Linked DNA regions of Mus musculus: regions 2 and 3 are each linked to region 1. A link is a contact called in public HiCAR-type and HiChIP or PLAC-seq data. All regions are on one chromosome and are shown on one strand. Each heading gives the region's core, a stretch centred on a gene start, on an enhancer-like site or on the middle of the called end of the contact. The rest is flanking DNA. Distances are from core to core; before and after follow the strand shown.

Region 1 (4,917 bases), core at 1,682-4,181:
TGTCCAGAACTTTCTGCCCCGCTTCTACCATTTGCTGACAATCCTCATAATCACAGTGCAAACAATCAAAAGGGCTTCTAACTCTGGAGAAATTTCAAGATTGTACGTACCTTGTAGATCCTTTTGTCCCACGGTTCTGATTCTGCCCCGCGAACGAGGGATCTTCCTTGCGCCGGTGTGATGACAGTTCCTGGGTTCTTCGGCGCCACTTATTGCGTCCCGCTCGACCGGCAAGAAAGACGCAACAAACCAGAATCTTCCGCGGCAAAAGCTTTATTGCTTGCTTCTCAGGAAGATCCCAAACCGGGAAAATGGCGCTGCTTTTATAACCCGCAGCGTGACGTTTCAGCACCTGATATGGCGTGACAGCTCCCGATTCGTTGCTTGCCCATCACCCCACTATTACACCCCGAGAATGGGAGTGACTAGGAGTGAATTCACTCTTGCACCTGCGTACAGGACTTGTTTACTAGTTAGGCACAGCGGAGGCCCGCGCCATCTTATAATGGCGATTGCTCGCGGCACACACGGCTCTCCTCAGAGATTACTGGCAGCACGCATGCGATTGCTCGCAGCATGTACTGGCTCTCCACACCTGGCCAGCCAAGGAGGGGGCTGGGGATGTGAGAATGTCTATGGAGCTTTCGTGGCCTTCTTGGAGGATCCCTGTCAATAAATCACAGTGTTGTTCAAGTCTTTGGGAAACTTGATTTGTGTTTCTTTCATGTGTCTCTGCCAAGACAGGTGTTTAGTGTGGTTTTATTTAGGCTGTAAAGTTTTGATGGCGTTTATTCAATTACCTCCAGAGAGCATCAGCATGCGCCCTCTTAGGAGCTGCCAGGCATAGCAGTCCTTTCTGTGTCTGAGGACAGGGGGATCAAGGATTTGCTAGTCAGCCAGCCTGTCTAGTCAAAATGGCAGGTTCTAGATCTAGTGAGAGACAAATAAGGCAGAGAGTAATTGAGGAAGACACCTGATATTGACTTCTGACCTCTGCACTTGGATTCACAGGTTTAGGCACTTGCACACACTCACGCGCGTGCGCGCACACACACAAATACACATACTGATGCACATGAATGCATGCATGTACACACACACAGATACATAGAGGCACACATATACACAGACATACCCAGAAACACACAGGCACACACACAAACATATACATACGTGTACACACACACAACAGATACATAGATACACACACAGAGTCATAAGACACATATGGAAACACACACTCACAGAGACACACACAGACATATATATATATATATGCATGCATGTGTATATATATATATACATATATATATATATATACACACACACACACACAGAAACATATATACACATACAGAAACACGGGCACACACACTCACACAGGCACATACACAGACACTCAGACACATACATACACACACACACACACACACACACCAGATACACTTGCCCCTCTATTTATGAGTCTGTCTGCGTTGTATCTGATGGATACTACGCATTTTCTACATACATAGTGGTGTGGAGCAGACAGGGAAATGTGAGAGGCCTGACTCCAGGCCACACACTTGTCAGTCAGGTGCCCCAGCAGAGGTGGGATTGCACTGGTCCGTATTGTTGTATTCCTTACAGTCTGGGAAGTTTCTATCGAACCTGGGTAGGTGCCCAGAGCATGCATGTGAGCTTCCCACCAGCCTGGATGTCAGAACTCTGGGTCAGAAATGGTTGCTCTCTCTGTATGGTGCTATCTCCCACATTTGGATTGCCTATTGGAGATATAACAAGAGCCATGGTAAATGTTCTGGTAGTCACATTAAAAGGAGCAAAAGGAACCACGTGACCCTAATTTTAATACTGCATTTTCTTTAACAGAATATACCTAAAGTGTGTGTCACTTCCCTATGTGGCCAATATGAAAACTCACCCAAGCTTACTTTCTTTGTTCCCTACTAAGTACTTGAGAGCCACTGTGCACTTGACCTCAGAAGGACACGTGGCCAGCTACATTTTCAAAGCCATGGGTGGCTAGTGGCTCACAGGGCATCACTAGCAGGAGAAACAGGTTTTTGGCTTCCCCTAAAGACGCTGTTCTGGCAGCAGAGCTGCCTCCCAGGGTTCCGGTTGCCCAGAGCAACAAGGCCTGAGTGGGTCACGTGCTGTGTGCCCCTGCCTGACCCAGAATCCCCATCTTTCTCTGCCTGTTCTCAGCAATGCAAGGCAGTGTTTTACTTTCAAGTCCCAGAAACCCCAAGGAGTCTGATTCTAAATCTAACAATAGACCATGGCCTTACCCCCGACCCCCAACACACGTTGTCGTCGTTTAAAAGGCCTTATTTCTGTTACCCTGGGATAGCCACTTACCCCGCAGACCACAGCTAGGACAATAACTTACACCAGTTTTGGATTCACCTTTCTTCCCAAGAGAACTCTGCCCTCTATGAGCTTTGAGTGAGCTCCTTCCACTGTAAAGAAGAATCTCGCCATTTATGATGTTGCCAGCAAGAGAATCCTGTGCTCATAAAACAGAAGTCACCTAGTGACTGGTACTGGATGGCTCTGGCCGTTTCTTACAGCCCAGGGCTCTGGATGTTTGGAAGAAAAAAAAATAATGGTGTGTGTGTGTGTGTGTGTGTGTGTAGTAACTGGAGTGTCCTGAAAAAGCCCCAAGGCTGCCCCTGCCTTCATAATTCTGCAGCCCTCCCGCTAGCATGGCCTGCCTTTCTCCCTCCTACTCTCTTTTGTTAAGTGGCACAAGGAGATGTTATTTATTGTACCTTTCTGACAAATAAAAGCCATTGCTCTGATTTACAACCCCGCCGCCCCCTCTCTTGAGTCAGTGTGTGATTCATCTCCTTAACGTGATACTTCCGAAGCGTGTGGCTCACTCTGGGGATGAGTGGGACAGCCTTTTCTGCCAGACTTCTCCTCAGGCCTCTCGCTGCTCTTCCTGACGCATACCCACGCCCAGCCAAGATCCAGCCGTGGCAACCTCTGCTGCAGGACTCGATGTTTGTCTCCCAGAAAATTACCATATTGGCCTCCCAAGAAAATTAGTCAGGGCTTTGGGAAGCTCCTGGTTCAGAGTTAGCTGCAAGCCCCAGATGCAGTTTGGTTGGGGGGGGGGCGTGGTCAGGCTTGGAAACCATCACTGAATCACACTGCAGACTTGCCAAGAGTGAGTGATGGAGCAGAAGCCTGGAGCCACCCAGCCTCCAGGCTGTGGCTTGTGACCTGGCTTCATAATCCCTAAATCTTCCAGCAGGCGCCAAGCTCTGCAGTCAACCTATTTAACTCCTCACTCACTTTCTCGCTCGCTCACTCGCTCACTCATTCACTCATTTACTCGTTCATTCAACAGCCTTCAACTCCCCTCTGAGCTTGTGTGCTTAACTTGTGACAAAACATAAGTAGAAATGATCATATAAGCCATTTTAAGCTAACTCGGAGACATTAGAAACATTCACACATGGAGCTAGAGGGATGGTTCAGTGGGTAGGAGTGCTTGTGCTTGGTCTGCCCAGTGTGAGGCTCTGAGTTCAGCATTCCAAAAGCCGAGCATGGCTGTTCATGCTGTGGTAGGCCAGCCATTTGAAGGCGGAGAGCAAACTTCCAGTTCAGGGAGAGACCCTGTCTTAAAGCAGAAAGGCAGAGGCTGATAGAGATGCCTGACATCCTGCTGCAGCTTCTGTGTGTGTGCAAAGGCACACACACCCATATACTCACAGGCATGCACCATATACAGATATACCACAGACACTCCATACACACAAACACACACACACACACACACACACACGCATTCACATACTCACATGTACACTGACATACATATATACTTACACATGCATTCACACACACTCACATATACATGCACTCAGACAGACATGTGATCTATGCACATTCACACACACTCATACTCACACCTATGCACACATACACGTTCACAGTCACTTACATACACACTTACACATATACATTCACACACACAGGCATTCACATTTGCACACATACGTTCACACATACATGTATGCAGAAACAACCACACTCATGTACACACATTCACATTGGTGCGCTCTCTCTCTCTCTCTCTCTCTCTGTGTCTCTCTCTGTCTCTGTCTGTCTCTCTGTCTGTCTCTCTGTCTGTCTCTGTCTCTCTCTCTCTGTCTCTCTCTGTCTCTGTCTCTCTCTGTCTCTCTCTCTGTCTCTCTCTCTCTGTCTCTCTCTCTCTATCTCTCTATCTCTCTCTCAGTCATGCAGCCATCACCACCATCTTCAGAACTTTTTATCTTTCCAGGCTCTGAAACTCTAACCCTCGCAAGCGCTGTTCTGTGTGCTCATGCCTGTGAACTCAGCTTCCCAGGTGCCTTGCATAGGTGGAATCACCTGCCAGCATTTTCCTGCCCAGTATCTAGCACAGCATAGTCCATTCCAAGCTCTGATTTGACATGACTGGAAAGAGACCCTCAACGAAGAGCCTGATACACTGAATGCACAGGACACTCCCTCTTTCTCCCTGGGTCTCTATGTATGGAAGGAAATGCCCCACCTAATTCATAGCCTTTCTGTTTCGAAGGCCTTACAGACAGTCATCATGGGAGAAGCAGGGCATGGGGCACAGGAAAGTAGGAACTGGCCACTAAAACTGTCCAGTTTTGCTATCCCTGCTCTCCATTCCCACATGTGTGGCTGTAGACAGCCAGGATCCTTTTTTCCCCGTGTTTATCCTGCTGGCCTCCAGGAGGAACATTCACATTTTTGTCTTAGAAGTCATCCTCCATCTGCCATCTTTGCCTGGCCTCTCACTGGTCCTCCCTACTCAAGTCCTAACTGCATGCCCATGGTCTAACCTGGTTATAGATGGGGCCCCAGGGAGAATCAGGCCAGCCTCTGGGTCAGGTGCACCTCCTGCCCCTCCTCACT
Region 2 (4,917 bases), core at 1,769-4,268, 170 kb after region 1:
CCACTTTGTCTCAGATCTTGGTCACACAGTCTCCGGGTAGCCCAGCAAGCACGGCCCTTACCAAGTACGAGGAACCCTCCTCCAAAAGTATGACTGTTTGTGAGGCTGATGTATATGAGGCTGAGCCTGGGCCATCGAGCATAAGCAAGGAACAAAACAGAGGTTACCAGACACCATATCTGAGAGTACCTGAAAGGAAAGGCACTTCACTGTCTTCTGAGGGTATCCTGAGCCTGGAGGGGTGCTCATCCACAGCCAGTGGAAGCAAGCGCGTCCTTTCCCCAGCTGGCAGTCTTGAACTTACCATGGAAACCCAGCAGCAGAAAAGGGTAAAGGAGGAAGAAGCTTCCAAGGCAGATGAAAAACTGGAGCTTGTGAGTACCTGTAGTGTCGTGCTGACAAGTACAGAGGATAGGAAGAAGACAGAGAAACCCCATGTGGGTGGCCAGGGCCGGAGCAGGAGGGAGGCAGAAACACTGTCCAGCTTGTCTTCAGATGTATCCGACCCAAAAGAACTTTCTCCCCTCTCTCATTCCACATTGTCCCATGGGACAGCCCCAGGCTCAGAAGCTTTGAAGGAATATGCCCAACCATCTAGCAAAGCTCACCGAAGAGGTCTGCCTCCAATGAGTGTAAAGAAAGAAGATCCAAAGGAACAGACTGACCTCCCTCCCCTGGCACCCCCTAGTTCTCTGCCTCTGTCAGATACTTCCCCTAAACCAGCCAAATTGCAAGAAGGTACGGACTCAAAGAAGGTACTGCAGTTCCCCAGCCTCCACACAACCACTAATGTCAGTTGGTGCTATTTAAACTACATTAAGCCAAATCACATCCAGCATGCAGATAGGAGGTCCTCTGTTTACGCTGGTTGGTGCATAAGTTTGTACAACCCCAACCTTCCAGGGGTTTCCACTAAAGCTGCTTTGTCCCTCCTGCGATCTAAGCAGAAGGTGAGCAAAGAGACATATACCATGGCCACAGCTCCGCATCCTGAGGCAGGAAGGCTGGTTCCATCCAACTCCCGAAAGCCCCGCATGACAGAGGTAAGTTCTGCCTTGTTCTAGCCACCAAGTAATGCAAAAGCTTATGTTGAGCTTTTAAAGCCACATTGTCTTCATGCTAAGTTTGTAGAATTAAAGCCAGCTTGAGGTGAGAGGCAGGTTTTTCTCTCTGGGAGTCTTGACCTCATAAGAAAACATGTTCACTGAGCTTCTCTGCCCTTGTGTCCCTAACATAGTTGCAGTAACGCTATCAGCAAAATGCTGCTACTTTTCCAGAAGTTTCTACTATAAAATTGAAAAGTTCAGTTTCAGGAAGATATAGAGTGATTCTCTAAAGAACAAAGTTGGGGAAATTGGTGGGGATGCTTTGGACAATTTTAGAACTTTATTCCAGCATTTTCCCATGTGGTTCTCCATCATCTTATTAGTTTCAATCTGCTTTTTAAATTTTTTCTGTATCTGCTGGGGGGGGGTCTCTACTATCCTTTAAAATTGTCTCATTTCCACATTTGACACAATTCACTCCTAAAAGAATACTTTCCTGTAAGATGGTGCATAGAACTGGGCTGCAGTAAACCTCTCCACGTGTAGGAGACAATATCACAATTTGAGATGTCTGTGCTATAGATTAGCAGTAGGGTTTCAATGCAACTCATATTTATTCTTCCATTGCCTCTGACCTGGGCTACTTAAGGAGCTATGCAATAAAGTTTCCCATATCATTTTAACAGATTTGAAACTCAGAAATTCCAATTTGCATAAAAAAGACAACACTTTTACACAGGCAAGACCAGCCTAAAGCTTCAGGCCAGGACCTGTGCTGGCCTAATGTGACAAAATATCCCAACAAAAGTAACCTAAGGGAAAGAATTTATTTTGACTTATAACTTCAGAAGCATACAATACATAGTGGCCAGGAAGCCATGGAAGAGGCAGAAGAGGCATTTAGAAGTTGGCTGGTTGCTGGGCATGGTGGCGCACACCTTTAATCCCAGCACTCGAGAGGCAGAGGCAGGCCAGCCTGGTCTACAAAGTGAGTTCCAGGACAGCCAGGGCTATACAGAGAAACCCTGTCTCGAAAAACCGAAAAAAAAAGAAAAAAAAAATAAAGAAGTTGGCTGGTTGTATTGTCTCCACATTCAGGAAGCAGAGAATGAATAAGGAGCAGAGCCCAGCTATAAATCCTTAAGGTCATCACTATAGACACTCTCTTGAACAATCTTCCCAAACAGCATCAGTTTATATGGGGACTTTTCACATTCAAACCATGCCTGGAATTTTTGGAGTGAGCAGTGGTCTTTTGGTTGCCAAGCCCTGTGCTGGGCCCTGGACCCTAAGCACTTCTCACCTCGCCTTGTAAGGCGACATCACCTCATCCATTGTACAGATGAGGGAACCTGGGCTCAGAGGCTGAAGGAGGTCAAAGACTTGGGGCAAACATTTGGCAATTCCAGAATTTGAATTAAGCAGACGTAGCTGGATGAAAAAGAGTATTTCTTTTCTTTTCTTTTTTTCTTTTCTTTCTTCTTTTCTTTTTTCTTTCCTTTCCTTTTGTTTGTCTCCATTCTCTCTCTCTCTCTCTTTCATTGTTAGTTGAGGAATGAAACTTTTGAGAGATAATTACAAATTTAATGATGTCCACATGTAACTGTTACAAACTGGTGCTTTGACCAAATCCCACACAGACACTGGAACCCAGACTACTTTTGTAGACCTGAGAGCAGACCTGTGTCTGCAGCTTCCCAGATGCTTATACAATCTGCTTTCATCATGAGGTGAAAGTCATATCAGAAGTGACTGGGCTCAGCTGGATATTCTTCACAAACTGCTTTCCAAATTTATTCTCTGATGTCTTTGTCAGTCCACATCAGACATCTCTGAGCAGGATTTCCACTTCTGGTGTTACTGCCATAAACTGTGGCTGCTGCCAAGATGCTGGCATAGTTACACTGGAAACACACCTGCTGTGTGCCAGATACTGTGCTAAACTTTACTCTTGTTTTCATAACACCCTGGGAAACTAGGGTACAGTAGGTAAATAGATCAAAGTTCAGAGAGGCTAAGTAACTTACACAAGGCCACACAGTAAATGGCAAAGATCAGATTCAGAACTAGAGCTCACTCCAAAATCCTTTGAAACAGGTCTGAACTGTCCTATTCCCTGATGAGTGGTATCAGAAGTATGTAAGACAAGAGAAGTGTTGGTTTCTCATCTCTAAATTTAACAGTCATTTTTTTCATCCTGCTGCTTTCATAAAATGAGCTGAAACCTACAGACATTTCCTTAGAGTTTAAATGTTCCTACCCAAAGTGTACAAATATCACACATTAATATAACTGCATGGTCTCTAAGCTGAGGCTTTTCTACAACCCCCATTCCCTTCCTTACATGTCTCCAGTAATGGGAGGCTCACCCCCCTGCCAGCCCCAGCACCACCCAAGCCATACTTGGCTACAGTTTAAGCTCTTCTGCACACTCTACTGACAGTTGTCACTTTGTAGCTGGTGTCTTCCCTTAGCCATTACATAAATGTCATTTATCTAAGCACTAGGAAACATGGCTTAGCTGTCATCTTTAGTATGGTCCACAACACATTATGTTTGGTCATCTGCATTTAAATCCTGAAGAGACCCATGCTTGCATAACCATCCATCTTGCACAATCCATCTTGCAGTCATTTCTTTTCTTATACTTTTTCTTCCATTTTCTCTCACTCTAATAGCCATAGCCCTGCAATGGGAGCAAGGACTGAACTGCCCAGGTTTGAGGCCCACTATTTCACATATTCAGCTGTGTGACCATGGGCCATTCACCTAACTTCCCTGTACCTTGGTTTCTTCATCTGAAAATGAGGAGTGATGCTAACTTAGCTCAAGGCTGTGAGGGTGGGCAACAGTGTTGACCAGTGAAGCTATATATATGCCCTAGCTAACATGACCCACATTACTATTCAATGCTACCACGGATCCTAGGCCCCCACCCCACTCAATTTAGGCACTGTTTCCTGGAATTGTGTTGCCACCCAATCCTACCTCCTCTGGCCTCCCCAGAATGGCATCATATAGCAATGGAGACTCTGTGTGCCTGCCTGTGTTGGACCCCTTGGCAACTCTGTGGATTGCAGGCCATGGTGGAAATGTGGAGTGTGCCCTAGAAATCTAACTGCTTGGCTTCCACCAGCACAGCTGTCTAGACCTGAACTTAGTTTCCATTTCCCCTCCCATTGGGAAGGGACCTCAGTGACCTCTATGGGGTCACTGAGTCACAGAAATCAGTTTCTGAATGGATCTTTAGGATGATCTAAGCCAGGTCTGAAGAGGTGGCTCTTTAGTCAAGAGTGGTTACTCTTCTTACAGAGTTTAGATCCCCAGCACCCACGTGAAGTGGCTCACAATCACCTGTGAGTCCAGCTCCAGGGGATCTGATGTCCTGTTCTTTTCTGTGCACATGTGTACATACACACACACACACACACACACACACACACACACACACACACACACCACAATTAAAAATAAAAAAAAAAATTTAATGGCCTAAGGCTTTCTTAGTTTCAAACCCCAGAAGGTGTAGTAGTCTATCTAAGGGTATCCCAGCCTCCAGTGATCTATTTGGCATTGGAACTCACTTTTCCTGGTTCCCAAGGTGCCCCTTATCTCAGCTCTATGGGTGCGAGCATCCTATGTAAAGATGTACATCACCCCCCACCCCCGCCTCAGATTTAGAGAATATATTCTCAGGACCCTGGAAAACACTGGAAATTCACAATCAGGGTTCACCCTTCCCACAGATCCAGTTCTCACTGCAGCCCACTGTTCTACAGAGAGTGGATACCCCAGTGGCCTTTGGTGTTGGCTCAGGAGGGCTAGTGCAGGAAGCAGGAGACCTGTGCATTGCTGGAGCCACGCCCTTTAC
Region 3 (4,917 bases), core at 839-3,338, 150 kb after region 1:
GTGTGTGTGTGTGTGTGTGTGTGTGTGTGTGTGTGTGTGTATTTAAAGCCTCAGAAAACCATACAGGACTCCAGCCTCCTGCCCCATGAGGACAGAGCAGAAGTTGGAGGAAAACTGAGAACTGCTCCTGATGGCATGGCCTGTCTCTAGGGGCTTTTAGAACTCCAAAGTTGTCAAAACAGAAAGATCTGGGTCAGGGCCTGAAGTGAGAGTTCTTGACCCAAAAATAAGGTTGGAATTCAGTATTTATTAAGATTAACTGAAGTCCCATGGGCGTCAAGGAGCTGTCCTGGCTGTGCCTTGGCCCATGGAATCCTCTACAATATTACACTTGGGGACACCAGGCCACTCAGTGTGAGGCCTGAGGTACCACTCCTTGCCTGCTGTCAGCATCCTGTACCATCTTCCACACAGCTGGTTTTTAGAAATCGCTCTTCTTGCCCCTCCTTGGCATCTCTACAGCATCCCCTTTAAAAAGATAGATGGAAGCTCCCTCTCTCCACCCTGGGAACCCATGCCCCTGTCAGGTACCAGCTTCAGCCTTCTTGTTCTCCCAGATTCACCCATCCTTTGATAGACGCCATCTGTGCTTCTGCAAGGCACATGAATGAGATGAGCTGCCCTGCCCTACGCTAAAAGAACTCACTGTGCACGGAGAGAAAAGATCTGAACAAATAAGGTTCCACCTGTGAGTAACAAGAGAGAGGGCACCATGCTCACAGAATAGAGACTCCGGGAGGTCAGGAAAGCTCGGTGGAGAATGTGAGGATGGAATAGCGTGTTCATCCGAGTCCTCTGGGAAGCAGAACTAAAAGGACAGGGACACACATGTGCACAGCCTTATAATACAGATAAGCAAAAACAAGCTTGACATTGGCAACGAGACTGGTGGGTACAAGAAACTATAGCTTGTGACAAAGGAAGGAGAAGTACCTGAGATCGTAATAGCATCCACTGTGTCAGGCACTGGAGACAGGGTCCTCCAGACAGTCCCAGAAGAGGAACAGGGGAAAGAAAGTGACACTAAGAGGGACAGTAAGGATGGTGTCCTTTGGCTCCTATAGTTGAGATTCAGTAAGTGCACAGGGTCTGGGGGGCAGCTCCCCATGACCTGCAGGGCATAGGGTAGTCTGCCAGCTGTCACTTCAATTGATTCATCAGGCCCACCCACGTTATCAAAGGTATTCTGCTTCATGCAAAGTCTGGATTTAAATGTTATTCTCACCCGAAAAATAACTTCACAAAATCTTCTAGAATGCTGTTTAATGAATATCCAGGACCATGACCTATCCAAACTGACGTAGGAGATTAACTAGCAGGGGGATATGAAGGATATTGAGGAGTTTGCCACTCTGTCGGAGAGACAAAGAACATGACAGCCAACTGAAGCATCAGCTTATGCTGGGAACATTCTGAAGTTTACACAGAAAGGGAGGGAACGGAGAGGGGTGTTAGAGATACAGCCCTGTGGAAGAGACCTGGAGACTCAGCAATTAGGCCTGCCTAAAATGAGCTTTACAGAGTCCTAAACTGAGGAGTCAGTTATGCCTCGAACAGCCTCCAGAGCAGCAGCTCTCAGGCTTTGGCGAACCTCTGTCTCCAAAAATATTGACTTTAAGATTCTTAAGAGTAAGAAAATTAGCCATGAAATAACAATGGAAATAACTTTATGATGGGGGGGGGTCCCCACAACAGGAGGAACTATACTTATGGGTCTGGAACCTGGGATGGAAACCCTTCCCCTCCACTACACCTGGTAGACAGCACACTGACTCTCAGTTCCCGTGGCTGGCAGAGGATGGAACCTGACTCATAGGCTCCTCCGAAGGCCATCCCTGAGACAGAGAGGGGAAGACCAGCGTGTCATGTGTCTTGATCAGTCTGAACTCTGATGTCAGGCTCCTGGGAGAGCAGGGACCCAGGTGTGGGAGCATCAGCTGTGCCACGAGGTAGACACCTCAGGGTTCTGAGATGATGCCTCTCCAGTAGAAGACCCTCTTTCCTTTTGGTGTCCTCACTGCTGGAGTTCCAGCTTCTCCCTAGGAGTCATCATGACAAGTAGAGAAGGCATTTTCCAAAGAATGACATCACAATAGCTTTGAAAACAAGATAGGGAGCCTCCCCATGGGCCATGAATATGCAAAGTCTTAAGAAAATAGGATACACATGAGATGGGTAAATAGAACCAGAGCCAAAAGCATCACAACCCAGAACCCAGACATCTAAGTGATTTCCATCCCAGAGATGCCAGCCATAGTTCATGCCAAACATCAACAAAGGCAAGAGTTGGACTGGCTGCTATGCCCTCCCCACTTCAGAAAGGGAGGTTAGGCCCCTCCCATAATGTGCTGTTCAGGCAGAGACAGCCAAATCCCATGGAGCTAAGTCTCAAGGCCATTCTAAGAGGCTAGGGGTGGGTTTAGCCGACTCCAGAAGATAGTGTGGGGCAGAGAGTGTATAGGTCACTCACTCTCACATGAAGCATACCGCACTGGCCACAGAAACATTCTTGGACAATAGAATGTTTGCTGCCAAACTTCCCATAAGTGGGCCTCACTGGGAGACTTGCTTCACATTCTCACAAATGTCCCTGACATGGCTTCCCCATCCCGTTCAGGCGTAACCTGTCAAGCAGAGAGCCAGTACTACAGGAAGCCTAGTGTGGTTGATGATTTCATCAGAATCCTCCCTCTTTTCTGTGGTGTGAGAGATCTGAGCAGACCCCAGGGCCAGCCAGCTAAAGACCACAGGTCCTGTCCTTCCGGGGAGTGAGGTGTGACCTTGTGCTAGGGTGAGCTGAAAAGACCTGCAGTCCCTTCTCAAGCCTCTCACTACGATGTGGATATGGTGGTGGGAACGGGTAGCCATGCAGTGTTGGGGACAAAAGAGAAGGCTTAACTATGCTCTTACCACTCCTCAGCTGACAGACCAGCCCTGGCCTCTGGCACTCTGACCATCACATTAGACGGGAGTAAATTTCTATCTTGTCTCCACTCCTCCTTATGGGAGCTCAAGTCCTTACCTCATGCAAGCACTGACTTTCTAGTGCAGTCCCTGATGCATAACCAAGACCACCAAACAGAGAACCAATAACATGAAAGAGAAGACCAGGATGCAAAGACCAGTGAAGGCCCATCCCAGGTTAGAGCCACCTAAGATAAATCAAATTAGTGTGCTTAGCAATAATGATAATTTATTCCATTTTAAACCATTTTTATTATTTCTAATGGTGTATATATGTCTGTATCTATGTCTGTGTCTGTGAACGTGACTGCAGGTGCCCTTGGAGGCCATGAGCCAGAGGAGTCAGAGCCCCTGGAAACTTGTCTGGTATGAGTTCTGGGAATCAAACTCAGATCCTCTTCAAGAACAGTGCCCATTAACCACTGGCCATGTGTCTCCAGCCAAGTTTATTTTATTAACTTAAAGGAGCCAGTTTCTGTGAAAATAGGACGATGAGAGAAAAGGAAATAGTTGTGGAAATTTTAAAAATGTGACACCTGAGAAAATGTTAATAGGTAAACTGTATGACGCAATGGGCGTGGGTAAAGACCAGGTGACCTGGAAGTCAAAACCAAGAAAATCAGTTGGTTTTTTTCTGGTGGTGGTGAAGGGGAATTGAGAACTAATAAAATTCAGTATCAATCAAAGAGGAGAGCAAGAAGTAAGCCCTCAGACAATGGGGTAAAGATGAAGAATGGCTAGAAGCGCAAAGTATGTAGCCTAAGAAATGTTCTACAAGTTAAAGAAATGTACTCAGGTTTTAGACAAGGAAGAGAACATGGATTCAGGACAGAACTCAGTATAACTGAACATTCCAATTCATTTTGGTGAAACTCCAGAGAAAGAAAAAAATAAAAAATATGTAGGAATTTATCGTGAGTAATACAAGACACTCTAGCCAAGCATTCTGGGCAGTCTTTCAAAAGTTTGGAAGACAGGACTTTGAGGCTAAGAGTCTTACTGTGTCAAATTTAGATAGGAAAATAAAAACGTGTTTTACAAATGGGAATTGGGAAAGTTTACCACAGCCCCCTATGCTTTCTAGGGGAAAAAATGGATCTATACCTATCAATCAAAAATTTTTGCAATATTTTGTAATTTTTGTCATTTAGAAAGTCTCTAAGACAAAAAAAATGTGTTAAGACAAAGCAGAATGAAACAAAAATGTCTACTAAAATACCACTGAATTGGAAGCTATTTGCAATTGCTACCCACTGGCTTGGGAAAATCAATTTTCTTCAATGCAATGTGACTGGGGACATCAACCACTCTCCAGAGCAGGCCCATGTCCAGGAGGAACTGGCCAACACCAAATCAAAAACATTTTTAAAGAATCCAAAATTGTGATGCTATTAGATTGAAGAGGCGAATGGAGAAAACTGTAAATATTTGTGACAAAGTTTCCTTGCTGTAGAGTCACTTGGGCCCATTCACACCAGCTGGTCCCAAGGGCATGAATGATAATACATTCATCATCAAGTTGTGTAATCACTTCTCCTAGTTGAATTATTCTATAGGCTAAGTTATAATATGGAAGTGAACATGGGTGTAGGGACACTGGACAGTGTAGATAAAGATACAATGAAAGCATGAAGGCAGACAAGAGAGTAAGGCTCAGAGAGAGCTGGGAACTTTCATTGTTCATAGAATAACTTAGGTGAATGTTGGGGGAGAGCCAATGCAAACCTCCCCTCAGACTCAGAACCAGAGTCCAGTGTGGATGGCTTAATTCTATGGATTAGAAAGCATTGTATGTGGGGAAAATTAACAGTTGTAGACGAAACAGCCCCTAGATCACAGCAGTACTCTCTGGTCTTGATGCATTTGTGATTCTGAACATTGGCTGCATCATGATGATCTGAGCCTCGAATGCCCCATCAACGTATGATTTTGGAGGAGTTCATTTAAGTAGAC

The links. HiChIP or PLAC-seq counts read pairs in DNA pulled down with a chosen protein or histone mark. HiCAR-type assays count read pairs that join an accessible place to other places.
Region 2: a HiCAR-type map of Th17 cells shows a contact between it and region 1, with 14 times the contacts expected there. The contact joins two enhancer-like sites. A contact is called at or near these places in 1 of 39 promoter capture datasets (the C10 cell line), 3 of 15 datasets of contacts at CTCF or cohesin (CD8 T cells, the NIH/3T3 cell line and stem cell-derived epiblast-like cells), 63 of 484 Hi-C or Micro-C datasets (8-cell embryo, B cells, the C2C12 cell line and 46 more), 11 of 115 datasets of contacts at active chromatin or transcription factors (CD8 T cells, the NIH/3T3 cell line, SST interneurons and 7 more) and 3 of 9 other capture datasets (adipose tissue, embryonic stem cells and liver).
Region 3: a CTCF HiChIP or PLAC-seq map of the NIH/3T3 cell line shows a contact between it and region 1, with 8 read pairs. The contact joins two enhancer-like sites. A contact is called at or near these places in 1 of 39 promoter capture datasets (the C10 cell line), 2 of 15 datasets of contacts at CTCF or cohesin (CD8 T cells and the NIH/3T3 cell line), 4 of 484 Hi-C or Micro-C datasets (the C3H10T1/2 cell line, bone marrow-derived macrophages, embryonic fibroblasts and 1 more), 5 of 115 datasets of contacts at active chromatin or transcription factors (astrocytes, cardiomyocytes, embryonic stem cells and 1 more) and 3 of 9 other capture datasets (adipose tissue, embryonic stem cells and liver).

The regions. Positions count from the first base shown.
Region 1 is chr4:119,930,005-119,934,921 of GRCm38.p6, forward strand. The region is part of intron 1 of Hivep3 (human immunodeficiency virus type I enhancer binding protein 3); the gene reads left to right. Among named protein-coding and RNA genes, the nearest start is that of Gm38632, 100 kb to the right of the region's middle. Within about 2 kb of position 2,932, at least 107 of the 459 cell types and tissues checked have an H3K27ac peak or open chromatin away from gene starts, as enhancers often do. A contact at or near this core is called in the C3H10T1/2 cell line, the NIH/3T3 cell line, Th17 cells and 1 more, where this site is marked.
Region 2 is chr4:120,098,408-120,103,324 of GRCm38.p6, forward strand. Hivep3 (human immunodeficiency virus type I enhancer binding protein 3) reads left to right here. Exons shown (of 9, transcript NM_010657.3): 4 at 1-1,043. Among named protein-coding and RNA genes, the nearest start is that of Gm36215, 26 kb to the left of the region's middle. Within about 2 kb of position 3,019, at least 4 of the 459 cell types and tissues checked have an H3K27ac peak or open chromatin away from gene starts, as enhancers often do. A contact at or near this core is called in Th17 cells, where this site is marked.
Region 3 is chr4:120,080,008-120,084,924 of GRCm38.p6, forward strand. The region is part of intron 3 of Hivep3 (human immunodeficiency virus type I enhancer binding protein 3); the gene reads left to right. Among named protein-coding and RNA genes, the nearest start is that of Gm36215, 7.7 kb to the left of the region's middle. Within about 2 kb of position 2,089, at least 20 of the 459 cell types and tissues checked have an H3K27ac peak or open chromatin away from gene starts, as enhancers often do. A contact at or near this core is called in the C3H10T1/2 cell line, the NIH/3T3 cell line and embryonic fibroblasts, where this site is marked.